2 separate regions of the Hordeum vulgare genome follow, and region 1 is linked to region 2. A link is a contact called in public Hi-C data. All regions are on one chromosome and are shown on one strand. The core of a region is the stretch at or near the end of the contact, and the rest is flanking DNA. Distances in the headings are between cores, read along the strand shown. Region 1 holds the start of LOC123449055. Region 2 holds the start of LOC123449053 (mitochondrial substrate carrier family protein V-like).

Region 1 (3,527 bases), core at 921-3,420, 350 kb after region 2:
TGACGACGGAGGGGGGTGATGAGATGAGTGATGAGGGCCATGTCCATGTGGTGTGTCCGGCCGGCCGCACATGCCCGCACGTTGGCCTCCTCCCCTAATCACGCCGCGCTCTCCGCGCTAACCATGGGCATGTCGAGCCCTAATTACCTTCACAAGCAAAGCGCGACGAGCGACAGCATACCGGCAAGGCAATGATGACGAGCCCCCGACCTTCCCAAATCTACGTACTACTCCACCGGCGAGATACCATACCTGGATCTCCAGCGCGACCCTATCCCCGACATTGCTCCGGGGCGGCCTTGACCACCAATGATCAAAAGGCGTAATTATGTGTCCGGCCCGTGCGCTCGGGAAATTAACATCTGTTCTGCATGCTCTGTCCCGCCGACAGCGTGCAGGGGCGATGCATGTACGCGCCCTGATCACATTTGATCAACGTCCCTCTACGCATGCACGCGGTACAGTCGACGCCGCGCGCGCGCACCGACATACACACTGTGGTGATGATAATGGTGTTGTACCCGGCGTACGGTCTGCCCCTAGATACAGTAACACAGCTAGAAATTAAGGTCTGTTAGGGCGGTGAATGATGATGGAGCTTCGTTGTGTTGTGTCGAAGGTCGCTAGGGACGGAAAATACCTTTCTAAGTCGTTGGAGAGCCGGGACGGCCGTCCCAGCTCGCCTCAATGGTGGATCCGCAATTGACTAGATATTACCCTGCCCGCTCGTAAGAATCTGGGCATCCATCATTTTTTCTTTTGCGTAGAAAGCGTCTAAGTTCGTACCCATGTTTTTCTTTTCAGATATAAAGTTCATGTCGATGTTGGCATATACGGCAATACCAACTAGGCGACTACTACTAATTACGAGCCATTGATCGATGACAACAATGGGATCGCCCCCTACGTCCGACCAACTAGCAACGTCAGGCTCGTATCAGCAGTCCAGGCGTAAGCTGTCTACTTGTTGCTTTTTTCTTCTGTCATCAAATCAAAATCTTAGTGAGATCGTCTCGCTGTTGCGTCAAGCTTAATTACTGCCCTAGCTCAGCTATATGATGCGTGAGTTCATTGCGTTCAGTAGCATGCTACGTACGAGGCCACGCATGCTAGACGATACGGTACGCGTACGGGGTTTGTACCGGAAAACAGGTCTACGGTACAGGGCGTCAAGAGAAAACGGTAACGTGTAGGTGTGCTGGTACGATACGATACGCACCTGCAGCGATCTGCGGAGCGGGCGCGGCGGGCCACGGGAGGCGTGGGACTGGTGCCACGGCGTCTGCCGCCAGGCCACCTTGCCGTCGCTGCCGGCGCTGATCTTGCAGCCGGACACCACCAGCTCCAGGCACCACAGCTCCGGCTTCTTCTGCCACAGCACGAACCCGCCGATCTCGCCGCCGCCCTTGCTGCCGCCTTTCCTCCCGCCGCCGCGGCCATTGCCGTCGGCGTCGCTGCTGTTGAGCTCGGCCGCCGTCATCCGCACCTTGCCCATCGCGTACATGCTCGTCACTTTGTTCAGAGCCCACTCCCCGCCGGACGCCGCGATGTACTGCTGCACTATGTACTTGGCCGACGACGATTCCTGCCGATTCAGCCACATGACACGAACGATGAGCGGCCAGAAGAAGCAAGAAATTAAGCGATGGGTGGATGGTTGGAGCTGGACGTACAATGGGGTCGGCCTTGAGCTGCTCGCAGAGCACGGAGGAGGGCGACTGCTTGGCGTGGCTGACGGGGAGCGGGATGAGCGGCGCGCCGATGACGCCGAGCATGAGCTGGAGCTCGCCGCGGCTCATGGAGCAGGGCTCGCCGGCGCCGGAGCGGTCGGCGGCGTGCGAGCGCATCCACGCCTTGACGCTGGTGCAGCCGAACCTGGAGCCGCGGGAGCCGCCGCCGCCGCCGGAGAACATCTCCTCCGGGATGGGCACCTCCAGCACCGTGTCCAGCGCGTCGTCGCGCTCCAGGTTGGGGCACAATTTCCTCATGGGGCGCGCGGGTGGCACACAGGCGCTCTCCCACAGCTCAATCTCCTCCGCCTCCTCTGCTTGGACCCGGACGACGCTCCGTGGATGCGATGCGATGCGATGCCCAAGTGTGTGTGCGCGTGTGCGTATGTTTGTTTGGGAGGGAGAGCGAAGCAGGTCCCTCCTTTTTGTTGGGGTGATTGCGCCTCCCCTCTCGTCCTGGTCTCGGTGGTCTTGTACCGGTTTCTCATGGGTCTGGCAGCTGGGCCCCGGGATTTGCACCTTTCCCGTTATCTTTTCCCGGAGTTTGGTCGTGGCCGCACGCACGCTCTGCCCTATCTCTTGTTTATCATTTTCTTTTTCTAGATTTTCCCGGCGCGTCAGCGCGTCAACAAAATTACACATTTCCCTTCTCCAGTTTCAACTTTCAACCGCCTTTTCTGCAGTAGTACTATAGCGTTCCCACGCACGCGCAACAAAACCACACATTTAGGGTTTATTGGCGGAGTGCATGTGATTTTCCGTGGACTTTCCGGTTTGAATCCATTCTTGTTCCGAAACCAAATTCGGCCTACTACGACCTGCCTACTGGTACGTGTTTACTCGCCAACTAGGGCGGAAAGGAAAGGAAACGTTCCTGCATGTGCGTATAGCCATCAGGAGCATAAACACTGGTTCGGGAACCGACTGAACCTGGAACAGTCACCAAGAAAGAAAGTATCCATCCATCCATCCTTGGCAATGCAGTCCGACACGGAAGCTTGCGTACGCACTACTCTTCCGAGTCGACGCCGGTGAAGCTGAAGCGGGCGTAGCTCAACCTGAGGCTACGTATCACATCATTCAACGCCCAGGATTGAGGACGACACAAGCAAAGCAAGCAAGCGAGCGAGCAAGCAATCAACAACGGTTTCTTGTTCCCGACCCCGGCCCTTCGCCGTCGCGCGCACCGTGAGCTGACCTCCGAGCTGCACACGAGATGGATGTTCCTTCCTTCCCGAACGATTTCACTCACCCACTGCGACGTACGTAGTAGGACCGCGGCGCAATCAGGCTGCCCCGAGTCCCTTTCCATAACTGGTAGCCTTGCCTACGTGAGTACGTGACCAGTACCGGCTTGGAAAAGCACGATAGGACACTGTTGACGCTCGCGCCTGCGCCCCAATCGTCTCGGAGGGGATGGGGGGGCCCCGGTGGGTGGGTTTGCCGCAATGATCCGCGCCTGATTGTGCCGCGCGTGGCCTGAATCCCAAGGACGATTGGACGCAGTTTCCACCGGGAAACAGGCCTTCGCTCGCATCCCGGTGGTTGGGCTGGGCCGGCCGGCCGCGCGAGCCATTCACGGCGGAACGTGTGTTTCATTGCGCTGTGGCTGTGCGCTTGCGTCGTCCCCGTCCTCTCCTGGCCTGGCCGCCCATGCGTGCTGCCATTACTATACTAGTATCGGGTTTATGGTATTGTATTGGCATTCGTGTGGGCTGGAGATCTTGTCTCTTCCTCCTCCGTCCTCCCGACGTGCCAACCAGGTTGCTGCTGCTGCTGCCAACGCCAGCGGCCATG
Region 2 (3,550 bases), core at 778-3,277:
TACCTCTCTAGTAGCCAATGCGAACGTAGAGTTTCATAAACTGAGAAGCTTATTGCTATACTGGGGCCTACTCCCTGTATTTCAAAGAATCACCAAAAATGAGATTTTACAATAGAAAAGCTCAATAAACTGGAAAATCAAATAAGTGCCAAATGTTCATACCAGTAAAGTGGGACCAAGACCCTTGTACAACCCTCTGGGACCCTCATCTCTGCAGATCGCAAAAAGAGCATGAGATATGCCCCTGTAGTAGGCTGTGTTCGTCTGCAATCATTCAATTGAAAAAGAAAAATTGGTTCAGATGCCTAGCTGAACACTGTAAGACAATGTTGGAAACAGTCTTCAAGTATGCTCAAAGCAAATAACTTCCTATCCAGACCGCAAGGCAATAAAAGGGAAGATGAGGGGGGAGGGGGAAGAATATGCAGGATGTGTATGTTAGCGTTTGGCATGGGCATCACCAGGTTTTATTGCTGGCAGTTATCTGTCCTCATCCAGCAGTATGTCAAGAACGCTAACATCAAACAGTTTGTTTACTAATAATTTTTGCAGGGCATGACAAGAGGTGACCAAAGTGTTACTTCTCTCCAATAAAAAATGAGAATCATCAACCATGTTATTGGAACTGTAGTCTTCTCCAAACAGATATTAATTTGATCACATGCATTTCATGTTTCGAGTGAAAATTTCAAAACAGTTTCTTTGAATTTCTACAGTTAGTGATAGCAGCTTACCTGAGCAGCCAGACGTGTCCGTACCAAGTCCAGTGGATATGTCAAAGAAGCTGCAGTTATCCCAGACAAGCCACCGCCTACCATTCTGACACCAACATCGGCACCTAATCCACCACTGTTGTCGAGACCAGGTATCATCTGAAGCCACTGCACACTCAACATTAATCAAATTAAGCACATATCATAAGTGACAAAGAATTGCATGTGAATTTTATACAAAAACACTTGTACTTACATTCTTATATCTCTCATAAGTATAGAAACTAATTGAGGAGTAAGGTAACCGATGTGCAATAGTTACAAGATTTCCTTTCCAGAAGGCTCGTAGCCCTTCTTCATAGACAATGCGCGACGCTTCACGCCATATACTAGTGTTGCGCATGGTAGCCACATCTGAGTGCATTCCTTGTACCTGCGCATAGAAATGATACAAATCTCAATGGCAAGCATACTATCACTAACTCTGGCATGAGCGCAAACGGGGTTCAGCACTGTCCGGAGCCACGTCCATGTGCACACAAGGTCATGATAACATCCGGCTGAGGTGTACGGCATGGAGTGTGCCGTGCATACACGCCATCGTACCGCAGCACAAGTCATATATATATATATGTGCATTAGGATTTGGTTTGTCTTTACAGTTTGTTTTTTCTTTTGCCTTAGTGCTAGAATTGGTCCAAAAATGCATCAAAATTCCCATTTCTCCGGTATCCCAAAGCAGAGTCATTCCCAAGAAGCTCAATTAAGTAAAAGATGTCACTCGGTTGCTTATACTAATATACAGGCCAACAGTTAGCACTAGAGGCTAGAGCAATCTGGTGAAAAAAAATTGATACGGGCACTCTGGGGTAAGGACGATTGGGCACTCTGGATAAGAGGCGCACCTGAAATAGGATGGTGAGGCGGGCGAGCGGCGCAGTGCAGGTCTTGCTGACGGCGCCGGCGACGCCGCCGGCGAGGAGGTGGAGCGTCGTCCCAAGCTTGGGCTGGTTGTGGTGCTGCTGCGGCTGCGGCTGCGGCTGTTGCGTCGAGTACCTCCGCGCGGCGACGGCGGCGGCGCCGTCCACGGTCGCGGCGGCCATCCCCACGCTCGCCTCCGTCTGCATCCGCCGCCCCCTCCCTCGTCGCCAGCCCACCGCCGCCTCTGGGGCGTGGACACTAACGCGGGTGACCGGATCGCGCGAAGAGAAGGCGGTCGTCACTAAACCCTAGAGTTTGGGGCGGACTGTGGGCGCAGGGCTTTAGGGTTTGGGGGTGTTTTTTTAATTTTCCGTTTCCGGCGTGGGTCGGCGGGCGCGAATAAAGACGCAGGGGAGGGAGCGGCGTGGTGAAAGCCGAGACCGACTTGGAGAGAAAGAGACGCTCCCACCAGTAACGGTATATACTTAGCATCTGGTTGATAAGATCTTTTTTTGGCTGGTTGTAATGGGTAGTATCATACTCCCTCCGTACCTAAATATAAGTCTTTTAAGATATTTCACTAGGTGTCTATATACGGAGCAAAATGAGTGAATCTATATTCTAAAATATGTCTATATACATCAGTATGTAGTCCATTAGTGAAACTCTTAGAAAGACTTATATTTAGGAACGGAGGGAGTATAATACTGTGTACGATACCACATCCGTAATGCATAGTATCATATGTTAGTACTATAGTGTAAGTTATTTATTGTCATGCAAGACACATAGTAAAACATCATTTAATATGATACTCAACCCTCCCTTTCTTCATTTAATTCTATGTCATCTCATCGAAATTGCTTAGTTGGCATGCATGATACTATCTATGATATTCCCGTTACGGGCAGTCTTAGGATGATGATGATAATGTCCTTTTTAATGAAATAAATATCTCTTTTTGGGGCATTGAATAATTATATCAATATATGTTAAATAAAAAACATGAATATATATTTTTTACTGGTAACCATGAATATTCCGTGTTTTATATTTTTTGTTTATGAAAAAGCATTGAACAGAATACAATTAAAATTGTTGTACATGAGCATATACTTATTTTTATAAACGCATATAATTACGTTCTATGAGCATTCCAAAAAACTGAATCAACACATTATTTTAAATTTAACGAAATCGCTACAGCCTTCTTAGAGATAGAGATTGATTTCCTTCACTAAATCATCATGTACATGTGTGTTACATATATATAGCACAGAGAGTGTGACAGTCCGACGCCGATGTTCAAGAAGATTTTCCTTTTATTCCCTTTTCGTCGTGTGATTTATTTTATCTGTCACATCATCATCGCATCATTCGCAACATCTGCATTGCATCGGCATCCCGTTGCCGCTAGTTTTCAAAACTTGCATCTGTTATTAGTTGTCGGTTCTCTTCGTATTCGTTGTTGCCTGTTCTTAGCCCGATCACACTCGCACGCGCCCGCGGCATCGTCAAAACCTGTTTTTAAAATTGTGTATAAAACTTTCTCTGATTGGGTTAAACATGACGTGCGGTCTTAATTAGTTGTAGCTAGGCCGCCTGTCAAATTTCGTCGCAATCGGAGTCCGTCTGGTACCCGAACGATCAACCGTAGCGGCACCGTATTCGGTCTATCGTCGGACGTTTTATCGATGTTTTAAATTAGTTGTCGGGTGCCCATTTTCCCTCTCATCTCCGGCTAACCTACTCTACACAGCCCATCAAACACATCTAGCCACTTCCTCCATTCGTGGTCGTCGGATCCCGATCGGGCGGACGAGGTCCACCCCACCAGAGACCAACCCTATATAAGAACCACCCCATGGAGAGACCCCTCTCACTTCACTAGGGTTTCCCCTAGTCATTTTTGCACC

The links. Hi-C and Micro-C count contacts between places; a contact is called where the count stands out from the background.
Region 1: a Hi-C map of leaf shows a contact between it and region 2, with 3 times the contacts expected there. The contact joins the promoter of LOC123449055 here to the promoter of LOC123449053 in region 2. A contact is called at or near these places in 4 of 6 Hi-C or Micro-C datasets (leaf and seedling) and 1 of 1 datasets of contacts at active chromatin or transcription factors (embryo).

What each region holds. Positions count from the first base shown.
Region 1 is chr4H:483,034,997-483,038,523 of MorexV3_pseudomolecules_assembly, forward strand. LOC123449055 reads right to left here and starts at 2,171. Exons shown (of 3, transcript XM_045126134.1): 1 at 1,674-2,171; 2 at 1,220-1,585. The coding sequence starts at 1,988.
Region 2 is chr4H:482,686,839-482,690,388 of MorexV3_pseudomolecules_assembly, forward strand. It overlaps LOC123449053 (mitochondrial substrate carrier family protein V-like), which reads right to left and starts at 2,028. Exons shown (of 7, transcript XM_045126131.1): 1 at 1,619-2,028; 2 at 970-1,146; 3 at 735-881; 4 at 163-264; 5 at 4-74. The coding sequence starts at 1,840.